Linked DNA regions of Mus musculus: regions 1, 2, 3, 4, 5 and 6 are each linked to region 7. A link is a contact called in public HiCAR-type, HiChIP or PLAC-seq and promoter capture Hi-C data. All regions are on one chromosome and are shown on one strand. Each heading gives the region's core, a stretch centred on a gene start, on an enhancer-like site or on the middle of the called end of the contact. The rest is flanking DNA. Distances are from core to core; before and after follow the strand shown. Region 1 holds the start of Trim32 (tripartite motif-containing 32). Region 2 overlaps Astn2 (astrotactin 2). Region 3 overlaps Astn2 (astrotactin 2). Region 4 overlaps Astn2 (astrotactin 2). Region 5 overlaps Astn2 (astrotactin 2). Region 6 overlaps Astn2 (astrotactin 2). Region 7 holds the start of Astn2 (astrotactin 2).

The links. Promoter capture Hi-C pulls out the DNA fragments that hold promoters and counts their contacts. HiCAR-type assays count read pairs that join an accessible place to other places. HiChIP or PLAC-seq counts read pairs in DNA pulled down with a chosen protein or histone mark.
Region 1: a contact with region 7 is called in a HiCAR-type map of astrocytes, with 6 times the contacts expected there. The contact joins the promoter of Trim32 here to the promoter of Astn2 in region 7. A contact is called at or near these places in 5 of 39 promoter capture datasets (cranial neural crest, hippocampal neurons, liver and 2 more), 3 of 484 Hi-C or Micro-C datasets (cerebellar granule neurons, cerebellum and cerebral cortex) and 7 of 115 datasets of contacts at active chromatin or transcription factors (SST interneurons, astrocytes, embryonic forebrain and 4 more).
Region 2: an H3K27ac HiChIP or PLAC-seq map of SST interneurons shows a contact between it and region 7, with 7 times the contacts expected there. The contact joins the enhancer-like site here to the promoter of Astn2 in region 7. A contact is called at or near these places in 7 of 39 promoter capture datasets (the 3T3-L1 cell line, 3T3-L1-derived adipocytes, cranial neural crest and 4 more), 3 of 484 Hi-C or Micro-C datasets (cerebellar granule neurons, frontal cortex and uterus), 7 of 115 datasets of contacts at active chromatin or transcription factors (SST interneurons, astrocytes, embryonic basal ganglia and 4 more) and 1 of 9 other capture datasets (pancreatic islet).
Region 3: a promoter capture Hi-C map of trophoblast stem cells shows a contact between it and region 7, with 5 times the contacts expected there. The contact joins the enhancer-like site here to the promoter of Astn2 in region 7. A contact is called at or near these places in 10 of 39 promoter capture datasets (the 3T3-L1 cell line, cranial neural crest, embryonic stem cells and 6 more), 1 of 484 Hi-C or Micro-C datasets (nephron progenitors) and 10 of 115 datasets of contacts at active chromatin or transcription factors (SST interneurons, craniofacial prominence, embryonic basal ganglia and 7 more).
Region 4: a contact with region 7 is called in an H3K27ac HiChIP or PLAC-seq map of SST interneurons, with 5 times the contacts expected there. The contact joins the enhancer-like site here to the promoter of Astn2 in region 7. A contact is called at or near these places in 5 of 39 promoter capture datasets (cranial neural crest, hippocampal neurons, liver and 2 more), 5 of 484 Hi-C or Micro-C datasets (cerebellar granule neurons, cerebral cortex, cortical neurons and 1 more), 9 of 115 datasets of contacts at active chromatin or transcription factors (SST interneurons, craniofacial prominence, embryonic forebrain and 6 more) and 1 of 9 other capture datasets (liver).
Region 5: a contact with region 7 is called in a promoter capture Hi-C map of embryonic stem cells, with 5 times the contacts expected there. The contact joins the enhancer-like site here to the promoter of Astn2 in region 7. A contact is called at or near these places in 16 of 39 promoter capture datasets (the 3T3-L1 cell line, 3T3-L1-derived adipocytes, the C10 cell line and 10 more), 4 of 484 Hi-C or Micro-C datasets (ECoMG myeloid progenitors, brain, nephron progenitors and 1 more), 13 of 115 datasets of contacts at active chromatin or transcription factors (VIP interneurons, craniofacial prominence, embryonic basal ganglia and 8 more) and 1 of 9 other capture datasets (embryonic stem cells).
Region 6: an H3K27ac HiChIP or PLAC-seq map of cardiomyocytes shows a contact between it and region 7, with 7 times the contacts expected there. The contact joins the enhancer-like site here to the promoter of Astn2 in region 7. A contact is called at or near these places in 4 of 39 promoter capture datasets (cranial neural crest, liver, maxillary cranial neural crest and 1 more), 2 of 484 Hi-C or Micro-C datasets (cerebellum and cortical neurons), 10 of 115 datasets of contacts at active chromatin or transcription factors (SST interneurons, cardiomyocytes, craniofacial prominence and 7 more) and 1 of 9 other capture datasets (embryonic stem cells).

What each region holds. Positions count from the first base shown.
Region 1 is chr4:65,602,526-65,606,383 of GRCm38.p6, reverse strand. Trim32 (tripartite motif-containing 32) reads right to left here and starts at 1,398. Exons shown (of 2, transcript NM_053084.2): 1 at 1,315-1,398. The region is part of intron 16 of Astn2 (astrotactin 2); the gene reads left to right.
Region 2 is chr4:65,715,885-65,720,035 of GRCm38.p6, reverse strand. The region is part of intron 13 of Astn2 (astrotactin 2); the gene reads left to right. Among named protein-coding and RNA genes, the nearest start is that of Gm31533, 90 kb to the right of the region's middle. Within about 2 kb of position 1,910, at least 3 of the 459 cell types and tissues checked have an H3K27ac peak or open chromatin away from gene starts, as enhancers often do. A contact at or near this core is called in SST interneurons, where this site is marked.
Region 3 is chr4:65,632,594-65,636,590 of GRCm38.p6, reverse strand. All of the region lies in intron 16 of Astn2 (astrotactin 2), which reads left to right. It overlaps Gm31533 (a long non-coding RNA gene), which reads right to left. Exons shown (of 3, transcript XR_881358.3): 2 at 3,968-3,997; 3 at 1,791-2,221. Among named protein-coding and RNA genes, the nearest start is that of Gm31533, 6.7 kb to the right of the region's middle. Within about 2 kb of position 1,355, at least 1 of the 459 cell types and tissues checked has an H3K27ac peak or open chromatin away from gene starts, as enhancers often do. A contact at or near this core is called in trophoblast stem cells, where this site is marked.
Region 4 is chr4:65,765,949-65,769,940 of GRCm38.p6, reverse strand. The region is part of intron 11 of Astn2 (astrotactin 2); the gene reads left to right. Among named protein-coding and RNA genes, the nearest start is that of Gm31533, 140 kb to the right of the region's middle. Within about 2 kb of position 1,785, at least 10 of the 459 cell types and tissues checked have an H3K27ac peak or open chromatin away from gene starts, as enhancers often do. A contact at or near this core is called in SST interneurons, where this site is marked.
Region 5 is chr4:65,678,348-65,682,329 of GRCm38.p6, reverse strand. The region is part of intron 13 of Astn2 (astrotactin 2); the gene reads left to right. Among named protein-coding and RNA genes, the nearest start is that of Gm31533, 52 kb to the right of the region's middle. Within about 2 kb of position 2,054, at least 16 of the 459 cell types and tissues checked have an H3K27ac peak or open chromatin away from gene starts, as enhancers often do. A contact at or near this core is called in brain, embryonic basal ganglia, embryonic stem cells and 1 more, where this site is marked.
Region 6 is chr4:65,812,068-65,815,715 of GRCm38.p6, reverse strand. All of the region lies in intron 10 of Astn2 (astrotactin 2), which reads left to right. Among named protein-coding and RNA genes, the nearest start is that of Gm31533, 190 kb to the right of the region's middle. Within about 2 kb of position 1,720, at least 6 of the 459 cell types and tissues checked have an H3K27ac peak or open chromatin away from gene starts, as enhancers often do. A contact at or near this core is called in cardiomyocytes, where this site is marked.
Region 7 is chr4:66,402,490-66,406,368 of GRCm38.p6, reverse strand. It overlaps Astn2 (astrotactin 2), which reads left to right and starts at 1,886. Exons shown (of 23, transcript NM_207109.2): 1 at 1,886-2,486. The coding sequence starts at 2,009.

The DNA.
Region 1 (3,858 bases), core at 149-2,648, 800 kb after region 7:
TTTTGGCTCATACCTTGGACAGGGAAAAGGCTAGGTAGCAGAAGCCCTTAGGTAGTTCACTGCTTCTTCCCCAAGGCCTATAATATCGGGTCTGTGATGAGGAGGTGGGGGTGGTCAGAGTGGGTATAGTCAGAATACATGCCTGCCTCAGGATTAAAGGGCCTTTAGTTAGTAAGTGAGGAAGAATCTGCCCTTCAAAGAATGTCAAACTCTCCTTCAGGATTTCTGAAGACTGGTGTCTTTATTCCCAAACCCTTACATTCTCCTAAATTCCATTCATTTATACATAGTTTATTTATAAATTACTTTCAGGTCCCTGGGTCTCCAGAAGACCCTCTGGGTTCAGTTATGCCAAGACCAAAACAAAAACAAAAACAAACAAAAACCTCCTAAGAACCTACTCACAAATTTCATTTGGTTTTGAATTCTATAATCTAGTTACAGCATTCACTCCCCACCATTCATTCTCCACAAACCTCATTCTCAACGCTAAATCCCAAATCTATCATTCAACCTTTTAGACTGTATGCTGCAGCCTTGCAATTCACCAATAGCTCTTATGTGTCCCTCATCCCTCCAATACATCCTTTAATCTATTTTCAAATTCCCACATCTATCACCCCTGTATGCCATCTCCAAACTCCAATCCTGTACCTCAGATTTCTGCCCTCCTTCAATCTGATCGCTCATCTGCCCATCATCCCCATCTTGTACTGGGCCACCTCCAACCCCCGCCCCCCACCTCCGCCCCCGTCCTGCCTCACGTGTTGCCTTCAAACCTTTGCTGCGATTTTCTAACTGGGTACTGATTCCCTCGGGAACTCACCCCTCAGTCTTTCCCAGATTCCGCTACAGAAATCCCTTTCTCTTCAGCAATTAGGATCTTCCAAGACCTTGGCTGTTTTGATCTCAGATCTTGCTATCATTACACCGATCTCCTCAAAGCCCCTAAGATTCTGCCCGCCAACACCCAACCTCATCCAGGCCTGCCAAATTCCTTTATGCTTTCTGATATTCTGCACCCAGATACCTCCAGGGACGTCAGATCCTCCCATCTCCCACATGCTGCACCCCGTCTCTCCGCATGGCCCCCACATTACCTCATACCTCCCGACATGCTGCAACTGCAAATTTCCTCAGCCCCTTTGCTCCCCTCCCCCAGCTGCATCTCATCTCCGCCGAATCGCTCCTGAGCCCGTCCCTTCCGAATCCGATCCTGCCACTCCGATCCAGTCCCCAAATCCTGCCATTCAATCTTGGATCCCCGCGACCCACCACAGTCCCTGGTCGCAGACCCTCCTTCCCGCCCCCTACCTGACCGCCCGCAGCTCCGACGCGAGTCCACCGCTGCCAGCCCACCCGCCCGCTGCCTTCTGCGCATGCGCTAGCACGTCCTTCCCATGGCAGTCGCCAATTCGTACAGTCGCCTGCCCGTCAACTTGCCCCGCCTCCCGAGGCATGCTGGGGCTTGTAGGTCTGTGGGCTCAGCGCCCGCGGCCCAGCTGAATAGATAGGGATGGCTCCGGAAACCTAGGCCATTGCAGCTTTCTGCCCCGTTTCAGAGTCTAAACATGGTTAGTCAATGCTAATCCCCCAGTAGTAGTCTCCAGAAAGTTCGGGCACTTTGCAGACAGACGCCTCTTTGAAGAAGACAAGCACACTCCCTTCAAAGAGCTGCAGGTCCCCGGGCTAGGTGTTTCTGCCTGTGACACATCCCAAAGTGGAGTCACTGAACACATGCCCCTTAGGAAAGACGTTTTCTTTGCCAAACAGCGCAGAGGCGGATAGCAGAGGGAGAAACAGGGAAAAGCCTGCATTGAGCCTTGTCAGACGGGAGGTTTTGTGGCCAGGACCTCCTGGTCCTGAAGGTAGTTTGTGGACAGGTAATACCTGCTCCTGAATGCGATAAACACACAGTACTAGTGAGGAATATGAAGGAATCTGAAATATTATGCTCTCATATTTGAAATTCCACCTAGCTGTGTACCCTCTGCACAATGATAAGACAACAAAACAAAAACAGTAATACCTTTAGACACTTTCCGACAGACTACAGACTTTGAAAAGAAGCTGAGACCTAGGGGTTAAAAGGCAAAGTAACCAGTTTCTACCTGTCAGAACCTGGCTTTAATTTCCCAGAATCACTCTTAACTTCATTTTTCTACTTCTTTATCTCAAAATAAAGTTAAGGATTGTTTTGATGAGTTACTAATAACTCAGAAAGGTGGGAAAAGTAAATTTATCCCCTTCCCCCACCTCACTCCCGCCCCTGTCCCACACATCTTGTCCAAGGTTCGGTATACACCTGGCATCGATTTTGATGGAACTCTGAACCAGGCTATTCATTCTCCAACTTGTTTCTCTTCTCAGTGATTCAGGAGTTCTCACATGATTTTATCCCTGGCCGGATTTCCTGATTATACATTCTGAGTACAATTTGATATCTCAGATAATTCTAGAGCCCTGAGCCAACCCAGGCACCCAGAACTCCCAAGGCTTTCCCAGAGAATATGTGACTCAAAGTTCCTTGAAGAAATTATATCTGTGCTGGCAATTCTATGGACTGACCAAATACCTAGAACTGGGAAAGGATAAAACATATTGTAGACACATAGTCAATTTATCTTGGGCTAGCTTTAGTTCTCTTAATGGCCATTTATTAACAACCTATGACTCTGGCCTAACAATCTTCTGACTATAAGGTAAACCATTGGAATGTATAGTTAAAGTTAGAAGACTATGAGCTTCCACTAAGAATGTTATAACATCCGGAAAAGATAAAAGAACTTTCCCTATCTTGCTGTAGCCCATCTACCTGATATCCCCCACAATGCATTTAAGTTAAGACTTAGGAGTTTTTTGTTCTGTGAATATAAATATCCATAGGCCTTTTCCACAGTAGAGTGTGTTATTTGGGATAGATGAGAATCTGTATACAGGCCATGGTTAGTCATATTTGATTCCGAATTTCTTTAGGAGCAAAAAAGAAGAAAAGTACAGCATTTCACTCTCTCTCCCTTTCTGACATCTGAAATTCAGGGGCTCAGGACTGTGGAACTCACTTCGTAACAGGTTGCATTAAAAACTAACTAGGACTTTGTTCCTGTTTGGTTTATTTGAGACAGCATTTTGGTGTATAACCTAGGTTGTCCTGTACCCCCACTATATAGTTGTGCTGGTAAGATTTTGTTGTTGTTGTTGGTTTTATGTTTGTTTGTTTTTTGTTGTTGTTGTTGTTTGTTTTTTTGGGGGGGCTCAACTTCACACAAATCTAGGCACATCCAGGAACCTCACCTGAGTAAAACAAACACCTTCATCAGCTTAGCTTGTAGACAGGTCTGTGGGGCATTTTCTTGACTGATAGTTAACATGGGGAGTAGCATCCCTAGGCAGATGGTGCTGGGAGATAGAAGAGAGGTACCTGATAATAAGCCTGGGGAGCAAGTTAGGAAGCAGCACTCCTGCTTTATCTCTGCTTTAGTTCCTGCCTCCGGGTTTCTGGTCTTCCTGAGTCTCTTCCCTGTCTTCCCTTAACGATGCACTGGCAACAGAATGTAGAAACCAAACAAACCCTGTCCTCTCCAGGTTGCTTTTGACCAAGGTCATCATCACATCAGTAGAGAGCAAATTAGGACAGTGGTCCCCTCTGCCTGTAAACTGTCCATTCTCCTTACCCATTCTCCTAAATGTGAGCATGGCAAACCTGTGTCATTATGCCAATGGGTTTAATTTATTCTTAATTGTCTGACTTAAGATTAGTGTAGCTGCAAAAGGATACAGTGGGATAAGTCAAGTAAGGGTTGGGTATTTTTTTAGTACTTCATAGACACTTACACACCATATCTGACCCTTTCAATA
Region 2 (4,151 bases), core at 661-3,160, 690 kb after region 7:
ATTACACACCAACATACAGTTCCCTCCCCCGCTTAGTTTTCTTTTAGATTTTCTGGCTTCAAAATCCCTGACTCTGTACTTTTTCTAGGAGGGGCATGCCTCTCTGAATCATTGAGACATCTGAAGCAGAGACAATTTTTGAAGAAGTGCAATTTCATTACACTCGAATGAAGGCAGTAACTCAGTCTGGTCTAAGCACTCAGAAGTAAAAGTCCATAGGGAACCTACAGAACAGATAAGGATAGATTGTAATTAGCACAGTAATTGTAATTAGCAGAGCAATTGTAATTAGCACAGTGATTGTTTGTTCATAATGGGTGCTTCCAAAGTGACTCCAGGCAGTTTGTTCTCCTAAGTATCTTCTGCCATTCCCCCTATGATCTTGTTTACATTGCTAATGCACTAATATGCTTAGCCATCTCTTTTATAAATAAACACTTCAAAGGTATGAGCCAGCCCACCCCCTGGCCAATCACTGTGCATCTTTAGTTAATGGTGTCCACTGTGCTGAAATGTTTATAATATTTGCTTTGTGCTAAGGCAATGTTGGTTCTTACTCTTAGAAGACCTCATGCCTTGGCAGTAATTTGTTATTGTTTTTTTAATTGTGAGATGGAATAGGACAATACAAAGCATCGCTTGGGCTCAGAGATTCCATCTCCACTTATTCCCACTTCAATGTGTCCTGAATACCTGTTACATATCGGGCCACATTAAGCACTTGGAATGACAGGAGGAAGATGATAATTAAAGGTTTTGTTCTCACCTACACGAATTACTCACTGCCCAAGCTCGCTTTGCATTGTGCTATGGTCATGATGGAAGTTTGTCTGGAGACTAAGGAATCATTCTGCAACCCCATAAAACCCCATCTTGGTTGTGAGAGAACACAGCTGGGAAGACTTCCTGAAAATAGATGTGAGCAAGGCCTGGAAGATTCTGAAACTTTGAAAAAATGTTCCAGGTATATAACAGAACAAAGAGCCTAAAGATAAGAATATCAGGCAAGTAAGTTAAAAAGAGCGACGGGACAGTGCTGGAGACATTGTTCAAAGGTACAGTTTGTGCTAAGCATGAACAAGGTCCTGGACCTATCTCGATTAAGGAGGGGAAGGGTAGTGGGGATGGTGGTGGTGGTGGTGATGGTGGAGACAGTGATGTTGGTGGTGGCAGGAAGTTGCTATTGTACAGCGAGACAGAGGATAGCCAATCAACCACAAAGTTATTTAAGTACTGTTCTAAGGGTACTGTTACTAGTTATAAGGCTGAATATGATCTAATACCATGTCTGAGCCTTAATTTGCTTACCATTAAATGAGAGGACATGACAGGAGGAGGTTATCCAAAAAAAGTAGTTAAAATGCTCTGTAAAGATGTAAAAATATTAACAATATTTTCTTAACATAAATTCAAGGACCTGTGAGGTCCAGCTTATTCAGAACTCTTGTGCTATGGTATGCATTCTGTCAGATTTGAGATTACATGAGATCTGAATTTATTGGTATTACTTCCTTTATACTCCTTCAAGAGAGATGGAAAAAGTCTATTCTAAGCTCACATTAATAAGCCTACATATGCATATTTAGAAAATTAATTTTCAGGGAAATATTTCCATTTCAGGGAGACATTCTGAATAGAAATGCATTTAGTAACAATTCCTGTGAAAGATACAATCACAGTGCATTGGATGAGAATTAATGCAGAGACCTCCGAGGGCAGTGACTAGGGTTTATGTATGAATAATTACTATTCATGATAATCCTGTGGAACTCCTCAAAGGGGGCTTTGAGGAGTCCAAAATGAACATTCATTTTTATGTCATATGAGATTCTCAGTGGAGTTGTCGTGGGCAGTTAATTAGCAGGCACATGGCAAGAGCCAAAGCTGTAGGCTTTGGAATTGCCCAGGGCTGGTGAATTCAGCTGCTAACTTGTGGCTGAGTCAGCCAGTCACTCTCTCATCCTCTCAAGAGGTCTGTGTGACCTTGGAGCTTCTTGAGCTATATTCAGATGTTTTCTAGAGTAGGAGGAAAGGAGCCTTGATGAAGGAACTGGTCCTTGCTGCCTTATTATAACTCAAAAAAAGAGACCTTCAAACATTATCCTTATAAGTCTCTACTAATTCCCTAACCATTTTCATACTTTTTGCAGACTCGACCATTGGGAACTGTAAGCCCAAAGGCCTCTACATCTCTGTTTACAAAGAAGTGAGAACATAGCCAGAAAATTAAGCAAAATTGCAATAATTTTTCCTTCAGTTTTGTAATACAACCCATAAATATTTGTCAGATGCATATTATGTTCAAAATTTAGGGATTCAAGTTGAACAAGACTTAGAATCTAAAGCTGTAGTGAAAAGAAAAATGATATATTGTTTTGATGTATCTTCTAAGTATATGTTTTAAATACCCCCCATCATTAATTCATACCCATCTAGCAGAGTTAAAATTAGGTTGCCATTCTCCCCATGAGTACTAAGAGATAATTACTATTAATTTTGTTGAATAGAATTAAACATTTAAGGGCCACGATTGATGTGATATTTAAGATGTCTTTAATAATTTCTGCCACCATTGAAAAAGTGATACAAGTACATTTACTAATGTCAGGTCACAGATGAAAAAACTCTAGACTCAGTGAGGTCTGAAGATACAGACACACACACATACACATACACACACACACAGAGAATGATAAAACCAAGCTCCATAACAGATCCATCACCACACAGGTTTATTATCTTACATGCACTGAGAATACTAACAAGAGCCTTTGAAGGAATCAGGAAATGACTCAGCTAGTAAAGAGCTTGGATCCCCAACACCCATACAAAAAGCTGAGTAAAAAGAATCTATAATCCTAGCCCTAGAAATCCAGAGACAAGATGATCTAAGAAGTTGCTTGCCAGCCAGTCTAGCTGAAATGGTAAGATTCAGTGAGAGACCTTTTCTCAAAACAATATGGTGCAGAACAATAAAAGAAGACCCTCCAATGTCACCTTCTGTCCTCCCCATACCTGTCCTCACCCAGACTTACACACGCACACATCATACACACAAAAGAGCCTTTATAAACAATTTTTTAAAAATATAAAGTTCACTTTTGTCGCTATGTGTAATAATTGAGATTTTGTGTCCCTTGACCAATTCCTTACATTTCCTGCCCTTTGCACTATTGTGTTTTCCTCCACGGGTTTGATTTTAGGATCATGAGTTAGAACATGTAGTTTTATCTTTCTTTATCTAGCTAATTACACTGAATATCAATTCTTACAGCTTCAGAAAAGGTTATTTTTAAAATAGCCATACTTATGTAAATTGTTGGATTAATAGATAAATCAAAATATGAAGAACGCTCATACATTCTGTGCTGTTTCCCTTGATATATTTGCATAGTATAATTATTACTGTTGATAAACTAATATTGATTTCTTATGTCTATTCTCTATTTTATTCAGGTTTTCTTGATTTTTACCAAATAGCATGTTTCAGATCTACTACTCAACTGTCAAAGAGAACATTGCCCTGGATGATATAAGTAGACAAAGACAAATTTATACAAGACTAGGGTAAGGTCTGATGAAATTCTGTTGAGACAAAGGGTAGAAGAAAGGTTTTTGAACACAGATGTACAGCAAATGGAAAAGTGCTGAAAGACAAGAGATTGAATGAGACATGCGCAGCATATCCCAGAGTGTTATTCTCATCTTGGAAAATGTATTCTCTGTGATTAGACCATCTGTGTTTGCTAATTGGCACCCATGGAAGTTAAGCTTTCACCTTCCCACAGCGCCTGGGCAATGGGGCACATGCTTTCTTGATGATCACATTTTAAAGAGATTGTTTTAACATCCTTGATAAATGTAGCCTCATAAGTTATAAAAACTAGCCAGAAAACTGCTTTAATGATTTACTTCTTAAAGGGGAAGACAAAGAATTTACAAACATTTCTAAAATGTACTCCAAGAGCAGGTTAACCCAGGGACCCCTAATCTGGAAATAGCTAGTCTAAAATATAGAAAGTATACTAGGGCCATCTTTTTGCATTTAACAGTGTGTCTCACCAGCCTATTCCTTATTGTAAGAATTATGTGGCATCTTAAACTTTGCATTGTCTGTAACCCTTAAATGTCTAACAAAATTATATCTGAGT
Region 3 (3,997 bases), core at 106-2,605, 770 kb after region 7:
TATATGTCATCATATCTAAGTCTAAGTGTTCTCTATATTAGTATTTTCTTGGGAAAGGATACATAGCCTTCTTGTGGTCTCAATGAGTCCCTGCCTCTGGAAGAAAGAGGGATGTTCATTCTTGAACTACTGTTCAGAAGAACTTTGTGGATGATTTGAGAATCCTAACTTTCTTGGACTCAGATACACCTGGCTCCTTTATTGCCAAACTGCATGACTTCAGGGCCTACTCTGCTTTCCTCAACTGTAGCATGGGTTAAAATGCTCAGCCTGGACACATTCATCTTTATTTTGGACCAACATAGGATGGAGATCTGGCCAAACACCTCTTTCCCTTTGCCTTGTATTCTGGCTTCTGTACAGATAACTGTAGGGTCAGTCTAGCAATAAAGTATTGTTATTTTTATAGCAAACAAAGAGAGATGGAGGAGGTTAAATAGAAGCTGGACACTTACTTTGCAGCACAGCAGAGGAGAGAGCCCACTTATTTCTTCTCAGAACCATGCAAAGAGGCGATACAGGATGTGCTTCATTAAACACAAATAGGCCCATGAGATTGCTGTTTCCACAAGATAAAATTACCAAAAAAAGCATTTGTTTCCCATTTTAGATTGAGTCCATCTGGAACAGAACACCCTAGTCTTTTTTCTTACGGGTGTATACCCAGAATAATAATCCCTCCTATGCACTCAGCCACAGCGAAACTTACAAGGCACTTTCACACACATCCCTTCATCCACTTTACTCTTCACAACACATCTGTAAGGTAGGCAGCGCTATCTGCATTTCATGCTTAAGGGAACTAAGGCTTAGAAGGGTGAGGTGACTTGTCAATGGTCCACACCAGGGAGCCTGGTGGAGCAAAGATTTGAACCCAAGCAGCTTTAATCACAAAAAGATCAGTGTTCATCCAACTATTTCACAGCAGCCTCAGAGAGCTCTTTAGCTGTTGGTGGGAAACCCAAGGGAACCTTTGCTCATTTGTTCCATTTCTCTTACGGCAGCTGAAAGAAGGGAAGACAGCTAAGACTCAAGGGTTAGCTCTCAGCTTCTGCAGATGTAGAAATAGTCTCCTCACCAGTCCTCCTTGGTACAACTTGCTAAATCTTACTTTAGGGGCAGCATTATGAGGTAAAGTGAGGAAAACCTTAAAAGGTCAGAGTGGGAAGAGACATTAGAAAGCATCTAGCCAGGCCTACATTTCTCTTGGGGCCATTACAATTGCATGGCAATCAGTGCTTTGAGGACTATGTCAAAGAGAGATTTTGGGTTAGGACCCATCTTAGTAGTATAGAATACAGAGATTGCTTCACAATGTCTGCCATAGGAAATAATGACTCATGTGTGATTTCCTTTCTTGTGTATGTTAGCCATTCTCATTCTTCTTCTGGCAAAGTCAAGTTGAGGACAATTTATGCAGGATTAGTCCGCATAGCCACAAAGGAAAAAGCAGTGTGCTAGGGTTTTTTTGTTTGTTTGTTTGTTTTTGTTTTTGTTTTTTTGTCTTAACTACTGTAAAAATTTAAATAAATTTAGACTCCTGGTTGCTAAAACCTCATATAAATTCATAAGCAAACAACAGTAATGTTTTGGCAGACTGTTTATTATGTCATATAATATAGTATGCATGAGTATATGTGTGTGTGTGTATAAGTACATATGTGGATATACTTGCCTGCACATGAACATAATCAAATGTAGGCTATACCATACCTGAAACTCTGAGGACTTATGGGAACTCAGTGAAGGAAACAGTACTTGGTAGAAAGAGTAAGAGATTGACACTATGATAAGCTGGTTATCTTGATTCTATTTAAACTGGAACCAAACCACTTGATTCTATCATAGACCAGGTCCCTGGCATGGTCTGCAGGGTCTAAAAGGCTAAGGTTATTAGACAGGACATCTCTCTATCAGCTATATTTTACCAGGAATATGAAGCTTCCTTGAACAGAATTATGAAGGTTTCGTTCTATACTCTTCACTTTCTCAGTGAGAAAAAAAAAGGTATGAATAAAGAATACATTCGATGACACTTATGTCTTCCTCAGGCAAAAGTTGGCCCGAGATGAGCCCTGACCACTGTTCTCAGGGATGCCACCAAAGCTCTTTTATTTTTCTCTCTGCCTCAGGTGGTGGCTTTTCTTCACTCTCCTTTACTTCCCCAGCATTCTTCAGTAGTATGTTGACTTCCTGATATCTGCCATGCTCCATGTAATAGCTAGGAAAAAACAAAAGGTCGGGTCACAGTCAATCAGGGGAAGCTGACATACAGAATGTCCCAACCTTTTTAATTTTATTCTTTTACTTTATTTATTGGAGACTATAATATAATTGCAAAATTTCTCCCTTTGTTTTCTTCCCTCTAAACACTCCCGTATGTCGCTTCTTGTTATCCTTTAGACATGTACATGCTATGACAGAGGAGGCTAAGGAATGTGTAGAGGCACAGAAGCTTGGGAGCAGAGGTGCATGGCTAAGAGATGGAGCCCTGACTCTGAAAAGGCCTTTGGAGGCATCTCTTTGGATGTCTAAGTGAGCATTTGTCATGAAAACATGTAGAGGAAGGAGATTCTGGGCAAAGTTGAATGTGAGGAAAGGCCCAACGTGTCAGAGTACTGTTTAAACATCCTGAAATCGTTGAGATCTTTGGGTGATCTCAAGGCATGCCTATGGCTTCTCTGATGAACTATTGGGTGTTGCTATGCCTCAAATTACTTAGTACTTAGCGAAGCTGCAATACCTCCATGCAAAGCTGAGAAATGTTACAAATAGAAAGGATTGAATCGGGGCTGGTGAGATGGCTCAGTGGGTAAGAGCACCCGACTGCTCTTCCAAAGGTCCGGAGTTCAAATCACAGCAACCACATGGTGGCTCACAACCATCCGTAACGAGATCTGACTCCCTCTTCTAGAGTGTCTGAAGACAGCTACAGTGTACTTACATATAATATAAATAAATCTTTAAAAAAAGAAAGGATTGAATCACTAGATGATGTAAATGATGTAAAAATAATAGACCAATTGAGGAAGCACCAATGAATAGCTGGAAAAGCACCTCCGTCACACATGGAGGTTGTGAAGATGTCATGGAGTCTGTGATGAGCAATTGGTAGAAACTCAGCATGAATCAGTCAGTGTGCCCCCTCAATAATAACTCATTGCCACCCATACACACACCAGGGTATGTGTGATACATTTGCCCATTGTCAGATACATGACTTGAATCAAGGAATTTTTGTACTCTGAGACTCAGTTTCTGTAATCTTTAAAGTGAGCCTAGTAATGCTTATATTGCATTATTGTTATGAGAATGAGGATCAAATGAAATAATGTTTATAAAGTGACTGTCATTGCACCTGACATATAATAAATGCCAAGGAATGCTAGCTGTTATTATTTTCATTTATTATTGAGATACAATTTATCCAACAATGACCATTCATATTATTGGTTTTCCCAAGCAAAAGGCATCATGGTGTAGCTCTTTCCATTCCTAACTATAGTAGTGACAGATATTTGCCCTTTTTGCATGATACTTATTAAGCCATGGATATTTCGTCCTGGTTAATCTGGGAGCTTTTGAAGTTGAGCTCTGCATGGGAATAGAAGAACGCAGTGTTGTCACACAGTCTGGCCTGGAGCCAAAGTGGAATGTGTGGACCGTGTCCACACAACAAAACATCGAGCTCATATTGTTCAATAAGAACACAGAGGGAGGATCTGCTCATTGTCACATAGCTGGTAATAGGCAGAAGCACAATACCATTCTAAAACTGTCTGACTCCAAAATCTACATAACCCATGACATTCCTACCCCAACAGGTACCATGTACTGGAACTCATTATCCAGGAGGTATGCTGAATACTTCATGGTGTAGCTTAATTTAATTTTTACAGCTTCTATAGTCGGTATATTTATTAATAAGAAACTAATATGACAAGGGCATAGGAATAAAATGAGTTACCAAGGGCCAGAGAGATGGCAAATGAGAACT
Region 4 (3,992 bases), core at 536-3,035, 640 kb after region 7:
AGTATATGGGGACTGATACCACTAAAACCACCAACAACAACATTACTCTTAGTATTAATTATATAAAGACTTAAAATTATTATGTCTTATACTCTGCAGCTTCTCCTTGACTTGCTTCAAAAACTTAGCATGACAAAGATTTGGGTGCATATGTAGTCTCTGTCACTGGAATGCTGTGTGGCATGGAACAATCTGCCAAAGTGTTTTGCCTGTAAACTAGTCAGGACCACTATAGTTCATGATGTTGTAGCATCTAATGTGAACATCAGGCAGGCTTATATCTCCCAAAGTCAGTTTCTTTATGGAAAGTAAGAACATGACAAAGATGGATACATGGTAACCATTTCTGAATTCCTTCGTCTTTAAAAACTATTAACAAACCAGATGTTGTGATGTGCACCTTAAACAACTTGCTTAGATACAAGGTTGTGCTAAGTAGTCCAGGATGGATGCCAGACTGATCCCAAATTTACCATCCTCTTAGCTCTTTGTCGCCAGAGTGCTGGGATTGCAGCACTCTGTGTGATGCTATGCCTTGTTTGCTAAAAACTTATCCTTTTAAGGATGATGAAAGAATGGTAGGCTCAGGGGAGAATATTTAAAATGTTCAGAGGGGAAATAACAGCACACCCTTTGTCATGTCCTCCAGGAATTATCTTTAACAATTTAATGTTTTCCCTGAGTTTTTCTTATATATGTTTAGATACTTTACTGTGAGATATACAAGCTGTAGAAAAATGGATGAAGCATCCTTTACAGTTTTATCAATACTAATTAAGGAAAATGCTCAAACCACCTCCCAAGTCAAGGAGGAGAATATTGCCTGTATCTGAGAACCCATGGTCCTCTTTCACTTCCCATTTTATTCCTTTCTCTTATCTAAAAGCAAGAATGGATTTAACTTGTATACGAGATGTGATCCTGTATGTTTATCAGAATTTCAACATCAGGCGGACATTACCACAGCACTTTTCATTTTAGTTTAGGCTTATGTTGGTAAAATCTTCAACATAAAGCACATCTCACCAAGCAAAATTAAAAAAAAAAAAAGATTTTACCTATAGCCAAAGAAAAATAAATGGTCACATATCTACTCTATGGTTTTATTCACACTTTAAAGCTCTATAGTCAGAACTCAAGTATTTCCTATGTGTGAGAAGAAGTTCTGATTTCTTCAATTAGAGGAATGAACCACGTTCTGACCTTCAAAGAGCTCATATTTGTTTGCATAGTCAATAAGCAATGCTCTGGGTGCTATCCTGAGTTAATAACTGGATACTTTGCAAACTGAGATGAACACCCCTCTTTCAAAGAATCCCCTGTGATGCAGGCTCCTCCTGGGCTGCTGCTTCTCTCCTCTCAATCTTTGCCACATACATAAGCATATTTCTTTCCTAGATTGAAAGAAAAAGGCTTTTTCTGAGACCCCCTTTTAAAAATGCTACATCTTGAGTTTGTCCTTGGTGGAGGGAAGACTTTCTTTTAAGCAGGAAATAATATAGGGAGAAAGAAAAAGTCTCTTTAGCCAATTTTAAGTGTGACCTTAGATGTTTGAATCCAAGCATTTGCAAAATTGGGTTGCCCTCCCCCTCTGGAACGTAGAACTAAGCACTTTGCTTATCTTATGTAAGGATGTGGGGTATGGTTTTTCAACTCAACGACTTCAAACACTGTTAGTGAAGGCTGCTCTGCACATGTTGTTGTGGTTTGAGACCTTGGTTCCAACCTACACATGACTACTGCTGCAGCTGTTGACTTCAGACAATGATGCATTCGGTCTCACATGTTAAACTACTCACTCTGGGTTGCTGGAAGTGCTGAGTGGCTCACTCAAGCCTGTATTTCTGTCCTTCCAATACTACCATGAAGAAAAAAGATGAAGCAGGATGGGAGGCAGGCCCTGGAATAAAGATCTTAGGTCCTGGCCTGGAGCCAACTTGACAAATATCTTTTCATGGATATCAGAATAAACACTTGATTCTCATTGCCTATGAGTCACCTTCTTCTACCCATTTCAGTTCCTGGAATGCAGGATTGGTGATTCGCTTCTTTTCTGATTCTCTCATATTCATATATATATATATATATATATATATATATATATATATATGTTGGATTTATATCTGTATGGCATCTGTCTCCATTTAGTGATGAGACTTTTTTCTTCCCTTTTTTAAAAATTGCTCTCTGCGACAAAAAAAAAATAAAATATGCAAAGCATCCAAAATTACACTCAACATAAGCTGAATAAATATATACCCACAGAAGCATATGTTCAATGGCTGCCACTCTATGCTTTTCAAAGCCAACTAGCTTATAAAATCGTTTCTCACTCAGAGTCTGGGCGATCAATGAGAAGGTACAGTGTGAGGACACAGCCTTGAGCTGCAAATTGAGTTTTTAGTTACAAAAGATGGAGAAGGGAAATGAGCCAGTAAAACGTGGCAGGCCTAAAATGGTTCATCTCTGCAGCTTTAATGAGGGCCTGGTCTGACCCCTGATTAAGCAGCTCATAGCTAGGCACCATAGTGAAAGGGAAGAGCTTTGCAGTCAAATTGCATGGGTTCAAATCTTGCTTCTGCTCCTTGACTTTATAAAATTAGAGAAGCTGCTTTCAACTTGAATCCCAGTGTATAAAAAAGAAATCCTGCTAGTATTCCTTGGTGACATTGTGTACCGACATAATACCTATCTACTCTCTTCTAGTCTTCAAAGTAGTTCTCCCTCCATTTCAGTGTTTGTATGTAAACCTTGAGACATATTCTTTTACAGCTTGAATTCCCTGCTAGGTAGCCAAGTGTGGCCTTTAACTTCTGCTCTTCCTGTTTATAACTCTGACGTGTTGAGACTACAGATACATACCACCATGCCTGATTTATATGGTACTGGAATCAAATTCATGACGTTCTGCCTGCTAGATGAACATTTCTCTGGAAAGCTACATTTGCCCCTCCCATGCCCTGCTTTTCTTTGAGAACTCACCATCCTCCTACTTGAACTCACCATCCTGTTGCCTTGGTATCTCAAGTAGTAGGATTATAGGTGTGTGCAATGATGCCTGGCCAAAGTGTCTGTGGCTAGGTCGATATGTTGACAAGCTTTTCCTAGCATCATCAGGGTGGGGGCTGAGTAGAGGAAAGATCTATTTATGACTAGAAGATTTGGACTTTTAGTCCATCTCCAAACCTCCAAAAAGGACAGAGGGAATGAAGGCAAGTTGATCTCCAGTGACCAGTAATTCAGCTCTGATAGTGACATAAGCACTTCTGGGAGTTTCTGAAAACATAGAGCTTCTTGTAGACTGAGGTAGCCTGAGAAAAATGGATGCTCTATATGTTCTCTGATATACCTTTCCTTATATGTCTCTTCTGGTGTTTTGTAAGTATATCCTATGTAATAAACCAGTCACCATGGTTCTTATGAGCTATCCAGTTGATGAGTCAAACCTGAGAAAAGTTATGGGAATCCCCATTTACAGCTAGCTGGTGATAAATGTGGGTGGAGCCATCAGGGGTTGACATCTGAGGAGAGGCCAGCTTTGTATTGCAAACCTCAACCTGCTGGGTCCAGTGCAGTCCCCAGTAGAGTGTGGCAGAACTGGATGGAACAAGAGGACACCCAGTTGGAGTTCCCCCAAGAAGCCACCACAAGATCAGTTGCTGATGGAGAGAAATCCGGTGATACAAGATTGCTGGGAGTTCTGGTCTCACCTGTTCTTGTTTTGTGTTTGTTGGTTTTGCTTTTTAATTATTATCTTTAAAGGGAGTTGTTTCAGAGAGAATAGCTAAAAGGATCCCGGGGCAGTGAATTATACCACCTACCACCTTTGTGACCATCTCTACACTTCATGTTCACTGTCTGTCAAGTGGGCATGATCATAATGTTAATCACCTAGAGCTGCTATGAGAAAGAAATTGCTATCAGAAAATCCACTGTTTAAAATGGGAGTTGGTGCTATGACAGTCACCCAGTGTCACTCTAAGCCATTTTCC
Region 5 (3,982 bases), core at 805-3,304, 720 kb after region 7:
ATATGTACACTGTGGCATGGAATATTCACACTCATGCACATAAGTACACATGCACAAACACACACATGCAGAGAGAGAGAGAGAGAGAGAGAGCCCTTCTCAGGACTTCAGGGCAGTCATGCAACTAAAGTAGCTTCCACCCTCCATCACTTTGAGCAAATGGTTGAATGTCTCTGAGCTTTGGTTTTATCATCTGTAGAACAGCGGAAAAATAAGTAACAACTTCATAGGATTGCAGTAAGGAAATACATCACAATATCTCAAATAGGGGTCAGAAAACTTGTTTCTGCAGAGCGCTATTTTGAGCTTTGCAATCATAAGATCTTTATTCTACAAGAAAGAAATCAATTCTGCTTCTGTAGTAGGATAGTAGCCATATATAATGTATAAATGAACCCATCCTTCCACCCAGCCACTTAACTGTGTCATGTTGTATTCCTATAAAACTTTATTTATAGATATTAAGTTTTGAATATCTATAATTTTAGTATGTCACATAAAATATTATTCATCTTCTGTATTTTTTTCAAAATAACCACTTGAAAAAAATCTCAAAAAAAAAAAACCAACAAAAAAAAAAAAAAAACATTCTCAGCTCATGATCTTACAAAAACAGGCAGAGGGATGGATCTGGCTAGCACATGGAAGTTTGGCAACTCCTGGTCTAGAATATGGAGCTCACAGAAGGTGACTAAAGGATTGGAGTTCATCTCTGTTTTCCTTTCACAATACTAAAGATATGTGGTTTTCAGGGCATAGCACATAGATTTTATGGCCAGCCACTCAGATTAGCCCTCTGGGTGGCCCTACTTATTAGAATCAAGGAAGAGCAATGCCCCTGCTTCATTGCAAAGATACAAAAAAAAAAAAAAAAAAAAAAACCTGAAGCACAGAGACTCAATGAACTTCCAGTAAGCTACCATACAATAAGCTACAAAGCCAAGTCCTAAAGACTCTAACTATCTGCCAGTGTCTTCCTCTAGACATCAGCTATAGGACTGAGGGACGTCATGATCAGGCTCAGTATCACTGCTGTACCTTAATTATGGACTGGTGATATGTCCACTCTACCTTAGACCTTATAAGATCTTTTGACTCTAGTCATTGCATTGTTCCTTATTCGACCCCATGAAGGAGAGATTATATGGCTCTCTTCCCCCAGCTTTTAGGGAGCTGGACTGCCCTAGGAAGTCAAAGATCTGGATAAATAGCAAAGCTTCACACCCACTTCTGCATATCTCTTCCCTCCAAGCCTTTCTAAATATTGCTCACCTTTAATTCTAATGCATTCACATCTATCCTCCAAGCGGCAGCCAGAGCCATTTTCTAAAACACAGGGCTTACCCTTGCTCGGAATTCCTCAATAGCTTCCTATTTTGTCCAGAATAAAGGTCAGCATCTTTAGGTTGGTGGATGCTCTCCTTAGAAATGAACTCAAGTCCATCTTTCACGTACCTTCTGTCACTGTTCCAGCCCTTTCTTTGCTTGCTAACACATACTTCTACAACAGCTGCTGGTAATAAATCCATTGCCTTCTTCCAGTTACCAGCCTTTGTAAATGCTGTTTTGTCTACCTGGAATGCTCTTCCAATTTGACATCCTAAAATACTGATTTATTCTTGATTGATACCAAAAATCTGTCACCTTCTCAGTAATTCTTCTTTGACCATCTCCTCCAAAATCTAAGTGGCCTATGCTTCTTTGCCTTTCTCTATCTATACCCCTTTCAATATCAGACCAGACTGTGTGCTTGTCTCCTTAAGGGTAATATAGTATATATCTTGTTATATGCCGCAGACCCTCTGCGTCCCTTTGTCTGCGTGGACGGGTCTCTGGGTGATGATGGGCAAGAAGTCGGCGGGAAAGACAGACAGATGCACACAGGAGATTGTGTAGAATCTGAATGTAAGTTGTCAAGTCGAGCATCAAACTTTTTATACAGAAGAATAACAAGAAACCAGGCGAGATACATTCACCAAGTTACAGTGGCACAATACAAAAGGAATGTATACATCAAAAGAAGGTGGGGGACCAGGTCCTGCCACTAAGAAGGGAGCCAGGTGTAAAGCTAGTCTATTGTTAAGCCCACCACCAAGGGTTCTGCACTAACAGACCTTCTCATGAATACTGCAATACCACAACCCCCCTATTTCCTGGACCCTGATAATTTCTTGTAACTTTTAAGTATCTGTGGAGAATCTCCATTTGTCAAAAGAATTCACCAACTTGCTTCTAGCCTGCACTGAAGATTTCTATCTCAGTGGGATTCCCTGGCTCTTTCATGGTATTCCCTTGTTTGTGTGAGTTTGGCTACTGTCCTTAGTAAATACTCTGCAGACCAGCCCTGAGCTGCTGTCTTTTGTAATGCTTAATTAGTTACTGAATAGGTAACTTCCTTACTGCATTCCTACAGGATTCCAAGCTCGTCAGCTTCTGGAACATTGGAACACTGGTGGGAGGCTTAACTATATCAGAATTCAATCTTAAAGGGCACTTATAATAAAATAATACTAAAAGAGAGCACGTGGATCCATACACCAGACTAACGCGGGGATAGGGTATGATAGGGTATGAGTATATAGGTTAATAAGAACGCCAAAACTCCAGGAGGTGATTTTCCATGAAACTCTTTGCCTCGAGAGTGCTTCCAGGCCTCTCGGCCTGCCAAGCAAACTTCACTGGAGTGTGTGTAGCAGTTATACATATGATATGAAATAATAAAATGTATATATTAATGAACTGGGTTCTTGGAGACAAGCAAAAATAACAAACAAAACAAAATGCAAAAGATACCCATGTGGTCCTTGATTCAGGCCTGGTCCACAACAGGATCCTGTACTTGTTTCCTGAATTGACAAGTAGACGTATGAGGGATGGATATGAATAGACTGGCTGGTAGTCCACAAATTCCGCCAGGACTATAAGATTACACCAGCCATGAAGGATTGGTTAGACATGGAGCAAGTTGACAGTTACAAGATCCCCAATGTGTCACAGACTGGAGACTCCAACCTCAGCTTCCATCTTCCAGCTACTCTGCCAGGCTCCCAGAACAGCTCCTCTTCCTTAAAACTGCTGAGAATCGTGCTTCCCCACCCCCACATCTTCCCTTCCTCCCCCACCCCGGGAGAGTAGGTTTGGTGTTCCTACAGATGTTTGTATTCTCTGCAGCTGATGAAAATATTCATTATCTTGTTAGCTGTGCTGCAGAAGGAAGTGCCGATTTGCATTTTCCCAGCTAATCAGAGTGGCACAAGTAGAGCCTGTCACCCGGGCTTGTTCCCCTCCACCCCCACTGCTTCAGCATGTGGTAAAAGGATTCTCCACCTTACAGACACTGCCTCTCTCTCCTCTCCATTTCCGAGGCTCCAGTCTAGAAGGAACTAAAAAGGAAAGCAATGGGGGCCCAGTCTCTCGGAACACACTGCTGGCTTGCCTCACAGAGAAGGATTTCTGCCCGTGCCCCTTGCTCACGATCCTCCTATGGCTCCCACCTCTCAGGTTTGAGCCACTCAGCCTGACTTACTTCTCCTTAGGTTAAGGTTGTGCATGTATCTGATGCTTTACCTTTCCCCAAATGCCTTTGAACGCCTTTAATTCTAGCCATACACAGTACTACCCTGCCACCAGAGGCTGCTTCCAGAAACTGTCCCCAATCTTCCTCACTGAGTAAAAGCAGTCACGGCCAGTATGTTTCAGTCAGAGAGTGGTCTTGTTTTAGAGAATTTTAAGGCTTTATAATGAGGCTGTACCTTGCAGGCATGGCCTACATTTTCTCTGTACATACCAAAAGATCCGGGCCCATGAAGTGTGTGCACACTAGTTGAACCAAAGTGTTTTATTTGGATGAGATCTTAAACCATCCTCAATACCCTTCACAAGTATTCAGAGAAGTCTCAGGTCTCACAGTCTGTGTCTTTTCTGTCTTAAGAAGAAATTTGTCCAAGAGATGATCAAGTGACAGGCAGACATTTAAATTCCT
Region 6 (3,648 bases), core at 471-2,970, 590 kb after region 7:
TGCTTGGCTTTTACATGCATTGCTAAACCCAGGCCCCTCAAGCTTGCTACCCACTTAACCATCTTCTGAATGCAGATTGTTTCTATTTTGAAACTCATTATAAACACCACTGTGACGGACATCTATGTATTCATTTTTACCTGCGCTGCTCATTTTTCCTCCAGAATTTATAACTATAATCACTTGGTCAAAATGTAAGACCAAATTTCAGGAGTCTTGGTGCATTAGGCAAGATAGTTTTCCATAACTTTTGGCAAATTATTACCCCAGAGATGTAGAATAAAAATATAGCATTTCACTAGACCCCATCAGGGATGAGAATTATCATGTGACAAAACGATTCTCCTACTTGATGGATGAAAACCAATAGCATCTTGTCAAGGAGATGCAGACTAAGATATAGGCAAGCTTTTAGAGATCAATTTGCTTCAAGGTTCTTATTTCCCCAATGCCACTTTCTTTAAACCCCAGTCTTGTTTGCCATTCATTACACTGGCTTGAATAGAATGGCTGCCTTCCATCCTTGATCCTCTGTACTTTCCCTACTTTTCTTCCTTTAGTCCTTATCTTTCTCAACCCCCCACACACACTCAGTACCATCACAGTTTTTATTAAAGTAATGCAGTCAGTTTAAGTAAATACATGCATGCATACAGTTTCATTTCAAGCATAAAGATACTGTTGACACCTTTCTTAATCTATCTACCACCACCCATCATCTTCTTTTTCTGAGCCTCTGTGAACATTCTCTGACATATTTTCCCACATTTTTCCTACACTTAACAACCTCATTGGCTTTGTTCTATCCAGAAACTACAGTCTTATGCATATCTGTATTGCTGGCAGTTCATGGGATAGAGCAAGAACAATAGGTATTTAAGAAATAATACTTTATAATGATGCTTGGAATGGTGGGTGGATAGATGGATGAGTGAGTAAATAGGTGGAAATTTGGATAATTATTCTATTAAGTCTAAATAAGTTAACAGTTATCATCTGAGACTTTGAATACATAACAGTCTTATTGATGATCAATGCACAGATACCTGGTGATTTTCACCACATAAAAATTACTGAGTCATCTACAGATAACCCTGACGCTTTGGTATAGACAGAGCACTTATTTAGCAAACGAATGAGCTAACTAGTGTTTAATTACCATATCTTACTATCTAGTATTTTATTGTTCAAACAACTAACATATGCGCAGCTTTTCCCTGCCTGCGATCTCTATTTGATTGAATAAAGTAATTCTTTCAGGTGGAGGTGACATGTATTTCACATAAGCTGAGTCTTTTGAGACTCTGGGCTTTCTCATAACCTGTCAACACCATGCAGACAGCTGCCACCCTGCTGGGAACTGAGAAGAGCAGTAAAAGGGAATTTGTACTGGCCAGACACTCAATCTGTGCCTGGCAGGCATCACATGTGGTATTTTCAGCCACTTCTCTCATTTGTGTTTTCATGCCAGTCCTGTGGGTCTGTACTCAAATCTCCTTTGATAAATAAGAAAATCAGGGTCAAGAAGACCAAGGGACACAGCAAAGTCCAAATCAGATTCCTCTGCTTAGGATGCTCAGTGCTTTCAAGTGCTATGAGTGTTCTTTTTGCATGTGCCCTTCTTTTATGGGTTCCAAGGACACTTGGAATGTTATGCCTTCCCCACACTACTGTGCTATTTAAGTTAACTGAGCTCTTTGCTTTGCAGTTGTGTGGCAAAAGGTTTCCTGCTCTGTAGGTCTTGTCTCCACAATGGACTTATGTGTCTTTCAGCCTCAGTGTCTACCACTCTCCTCCAGAACCAACTTCCACCACCACCAGTCAGTGCAAGCTCTGGTCAATAACCCAGAAACCTCAGGATCTAATTTAAGGAAGCCATTTTCTCCCTCATGGACTGCATTACTATTCTCTGGAATATATATAGCAGGACAAGGGATGATTCTGACAACCCAGTAAAATGATTCATGTGACAACCATTTGAGAATGATACAACCCTCCACACATGTAAGGGATTGTGTGAACTGAGTGATGTGCTTCTAGATGCTAACTTAAGACTTTATCTCAAGTGGGTCTGCCCTGGCTCATTTCTACTTATTTATAACAGTGCCTTTCTGTCTGAACACAAGCTATGTGAGGACATAATCTATCTCTACACAAGTGCACATGCTAAGAGCTCAGCCTGTTATTTAAAAGATACTCCACAAAGGTGAATCGAATAAAGAATGAATGTGGGGATGAGCTATGATAACAAGAGTCAGGGAAGCCTTTCCCCCAGGACATTCTCTTTGAAACCTTCCAGTTTCTCACTTGGGGGAGCCAGTGTCTTCTAGCAACCCAGAAAGTTACTATACTCTCCAGGATCTACCAGGGAGAGGATGACTGATGAAGGCATCCCTGGATCTGCTTTCCAAGGGAGACCAAGCGACATCCAAAGCAACAATCTGAAGGAACATTAAGTCAAGTCTTAGTTTCAGACTTGGAAAAACTGAGTCCTAGAAACCCAAAGATACTTATTCATAATCACCATGAGTGCATAACCAAATACAAGTCTCTGAATATTCAAGCAATCAATTGGCCTGCTCAAAGAGGAGTTAGAGTCTACACTGGGCTATAGAATTCCAAGGCTATCCATGTTGTCATCCTTTATCTCATCTAGGGCTTTAGCCACCTCTCTTTTTGGCTCTTGGTATAATTTCTTCCATTGCATCCATGAAATCATCACCACAATCAAGATAAAAAGCATATAAATCTCCACCAGATTTCTGAGTGTTTCCTATGATTTGTTTCATAGTAAAAAAACAATGTGAGATCTATCATTATAAGAAAGGAAAACCTCCATGTACAATACACCATTACTAATTTTGTTCTCCCCATGGTAGAGCAGACCTCTAGATTTCAGTCATGCCTGCAGCATAAACAGCTTTTCATTGCATGGAGTCATAAAGATTCAACACGAATATTCCCTTTTTTCTTATATTCCACATACTCTACATTAATGCAAGTCCCACAAGGGGAGGTATCAATATAGGGGGGGAGGGCTTTAGATTTAAAAAGATCTATGGGCTTATTTAAAGAGAATTTTAAAGGAAATGTGGGGGCAGTCCTCTCATGAATTAACTTTTTATTCATTTATTTCATTATTTGTTTACCCATCCATTTACTTACTATACAGAGAGAAATTTTTGATATCTCATGGTGCATGTCACTGAGCTGAATCCCAGAGAGATATTTTTTTCCTGTCACACTAGTGGGATAATCAGGTATAATGTCCCTCCATCACCCTTCTACTCTGGACCCAACTACACCTTTCTCTCTTCTTGAGAAGAGGGAAACACGTCTCTGACTTCTATGGGGTGTGCTGTCAGCAGTGGAGTTGAATCATGAACATTCAACCTGGAATGAGTTAAAACTGATAACAGGGTGGCATGGAAGTGGCTGCCCTCAGCTTTGGACTTACACAAATCTTACTCTTTTCTATCTCTTTTCCTGTCCTCCATTTCTTGAAATATGGCTTTACTATATGATCAAGACTGGCCTAGAATTCACTATGTAGCTCTGGCTGCTCTCAGACTTACAATCTTGCCCACTTCAGCTTCCGAAGTGCTGGAACTACTTCTGTATGACTCTATGCCAAGGCTTTGGGCCTTA
Region 7 (3,879 bases), core at 637-3,136:
AGACTGAAGGCAGCAGGGCAACATATCTGGAGGAGTAAATGTACTGGAGCCGGCATCAGAGAGGCAGGAGATCATTTCAAATCAGAGGACCTGAAAAGCTAGATGTCACCACCACCACCACCCCCCAACACACATCGAGGGTTCACAGATAAGTAAGTGGAGTTTGGGAGCTGCATTTTTCAAACTCAGTAGCCCCAGAGGACTCAGTCCCCAAGGTCACTGAGGGCAGTTCAATTTCATAGAAATAGGTAAGGCTTAGAGGTTGAGAGTTTGAATCTTGGTTTTTAGCCAAGTGACCTTGGAAAGTTTCTTCACTTTCCTGACATACTGATCCCAGGTTGTTTTTTTTTTTCCAAACAAACAAACAAAAAAAAAACGGGAAAGTGCACACCACCCTCATGGGGTTATAATTATGTATAAAACTCACGTATGCACATGTCTAAAACCTAGAGAAGTGCACAGACCTATATTTTCCCTGTGTTTTTAGATATCTGACTTTTTCCAAAAGCTTCAAAATAGTTTCAAAAAGTGGTGAAGGGAAAAATGAAAGAGTAGTGTGAAAGGGAAGAGGCAGAAAGGAAAAGTTAGGGGGAAAACAAAACAAAACAGCCAATGGTAAGACTACAGTAAGGAACAGACAGCCAAGCTCCACAGAGGAGGGAAATGGCTCATAAATTATAGTGAGGAAGCTTTTGTAAGATTAAAGTCAACGCAGGGAAGAAGGAAATGAGTGCAGAGATGAAAGACAGAGCAAAAGAGGTAAGAAGATGAAGAAAAGTTTTACTAGGCAAAGGAGAGTGTGCAGGTCCATTCTCACAGAGGTGATGTTTCCCTTTCAGTATAGGTCTGATGTATCTAGGTTAGAAACTGGAATCAGCCCAAGGCCACAGGGTATTCTAAGACCCAGATTTAAGGTTAAACTTGAATCTCCAGGGAAATATGTGTGTGTGTGTGTGTGTGTGTGTGTGTGTGTGTGTGTGTGTGTGTGTGCCATGAGCAGAGTTGATGAGTGAACAGCCCTCTCCTGTGGGAACTGGGAAACGACCCAAAGCCTAGGATGCCAGGAAAGGTCCCTTCCTAGTGCCCTTTTCAGGAATTTCTTACTGAGATTGGAAGCTGCCAAGTAAAGCTGCTCCAAACTTGGAGCAGGGAGGCAGAGTAAAAGTGCCTGAGTGGGCTGCCTGGCAGGGCCAGCATGGAGGCAGCTAAGGGCCAGAACAGCCCAGCTGGAGTCAACTGGTGGGGAACATATTAGAGGTCAAAGTCCCAAGCTTATGTGTGCACTAGCCTTCAAGGCTGCAACCCAGACCTGGATGGAGAAATGACGTGTGGTCCTCCTGGTAGTGAGATTTCAGACAAGTGGTTGGGGAGGATTTCCTGATGCCTCTGGGAACTTATTTCAGAAGATAGAACAGGGTAGAAGATTGAAGAGACTGATTCTTGAGATTGATGTGGGGAGGAGAAAGTTGTCTTGGCTGTCCAGAGGAGCACTCAACTCCCAGGAAGGCCTGGCCTTGGTCAAGGCTTGGCGACAGTGCTTTCCCGGGTGTACTGCAGCTTGAGCCAAGGGTGGGATGAAGCTAAGGTAGTTGATTTGACTTAAGAGAGATTGGAGGAGACGCAAGAGGGGCCCCTAAGTGTAAAGAATTTTAGAGAGAGATGTTGGAGCTGAAGAACCCTGTGCAGGAGGCTTTAGGGGAAACCTAAGAAAGGGGAGGGAGCTACTGGGACCTGTACGAAGCCGGGCGGAGCCTCCGAAAAGCTCAGGGTCCGCCAGGGGAGCGGGCGAAGGGGGGGCCGGCGGCGGGGCGCGGGGAGGCGGCGCGGGGGGGCGGTCCAGGGCTGATCGGGAGGCGGAGCCCCGAGCTGGGGGCTGCTGGCTAGTGGCTCTCTAGGCTCCTTAGCTCGGGCGTCCTGGTTCGCTTCAGTGTCCGCTGTCTCCACCGCTGCTTCTTCTTCCTTCTTCTTCACGGTCGCCACCGCCCGCAGCACCGCAGCCCCTCCTGCCATGGCCGCCGCCGGCGCCCGGCGCAGCCCGGGCCGCGGCTTGGGGCTTCGGGGGCGGCCGAGGCTCGGCTTCCACCCGGGGCCGCCGCCGCCACCGCCGCCGCCGCTGCTGTTGCTGTTTCTGCTCCTGCTGCCGCCGCCGCCGTTGCTGGCCGGCGCCACGGCCGCCGCCGCCTCGCGGGAGCCCGACAGCCCATGCCGGCTCAAGACCGTCACCGTATCCACGCTGCCCGCTCTGCGGGAAAGCGACATCGGCTGGAGCGGTGCCCGCACCGGGGCCGCGGCCGGGGCTGGGGCCGGGACCGGAGCCGGGGCCGGAGCTGCTGCTGCTGCCGCCTCCGCCGCGTCCCCGGGCTCCGCGGGTTCAGCCGGCACAGCCGCGGAGTCTCGTCTCCTTCTCTTTGTGCGTAATGAGCTCCCCGGGCGCATCGCGGTACAAGATGACCTGGACAACACTGAGCTGCCCTTCTTCACCCTGGGTAAGGGTAGGCGCCGCACACGCGGAGTCCCAAGAAACCCAGAACCCCTAAGTGATACCGGACGGGTGGGGGCGCCCTGGGAATCCCCGCTCCAGGCTGCCCCATCAGGGTTGGCAAAGGGCAGCCCAGGGGCCCGGAGGGCGCACAGGTGGTTGTAAAGAAGTGTGGGGCAGGAGGTCCTGGAGCGCGCGCTCTGGGAGCCCGGGGGCGTGCCAAGGATCCCGCAGCGGGGACCTGGCTCTCAGTTTTGCAATCAATTCTCTGAGCTCCGCCCCTTGCATCTAGGACGCAGAAGACCCCAAGTCTCTCGGTGTGCTCTGACCAGGTACTGGGCAAGGAAGACCCTTGCTCTGAAGCCAGTTCATGGTCATGCTGCGCACTGCTCTTCTGGACAGCTCCAGTTGTCTGCCCCCTCTGTCTAGTCTCGAGTTGTGGATCCTCCCCTTCAAGACCGGTTTTCTTAGGATCAATTCAGACTAGCTACGTGAACAAGGAAAGACCCAGTCCTCAAAAGCTTTCCCTTCTCATGGTCTTGGTGACCTTGGCTAAGTCTCTTACCCTCTGAGCTTCGGTTTTTGGCTTTCCTTAAATTGGGGCTGGAATCGATTGAGTCGATATTTGAGGACTGAGGTTCTGAGCCCAAGATCTCTACTTTTAGATTCTCCCTCCGTCCCCGCTATCCCTATCACCTTCTCTTTTCTCCATTACTCCTAGTCGTGCGTAGGCTTGTCATTGCTGTTCACTTACTGGGCTAAGAAAAAGGACCGAAGAGGAAACTGATGGGGGTAGGGGGCTCAAATAGTAAAGTTAATCAGAAAGTTCGCCAGCAGCTTGCCGCCTGCTGATTCCCAGCGCGAATTCCGGAGGAGTCGGCCCTTCCGTGGAGCTGTGGGAAGCGCGGCTGATTTCCCACCCGGGTAATTGATAGCTTAATTATCTCAGAGAGCGTTTACAAAAATGTTGTTCCCCTTAGCTCTCCCGCGCTCGCTGTTCGCTCGCTCTCCCCTCCCCTCTTGGGGGCGCGGGGCCGGATTGGTTGTCGGAGTCAGGCCAACAACAGTGCGGGAGAGGCGCCAAGGGCTCGCGTGGAGACGCTTCTGCAGGATCCTTGTTTTGGGAGGGATCTGAATCTTGTTCTAGTGTCGCGAAGTGGCGGGCTTTAGTGGTTGGCATACTTAGGAGCCAACCTGGAAGCTCCGTATTAACTCTTTGCTCTCCGGAAAAGACTTTCAGATTAATGGACTAGACTTCACTCTTCTGGGAGCCCTGATGGTTTTTGTATTTGCTAATGCCTCCCTCCTTTCCCTTTCCTTTACGCATTTGAGCCAGCAGCCAACCTAACCACTAGGTTTGGAGGCACCATGCTTTTCTGACTGGTTGTTACATGAGTATG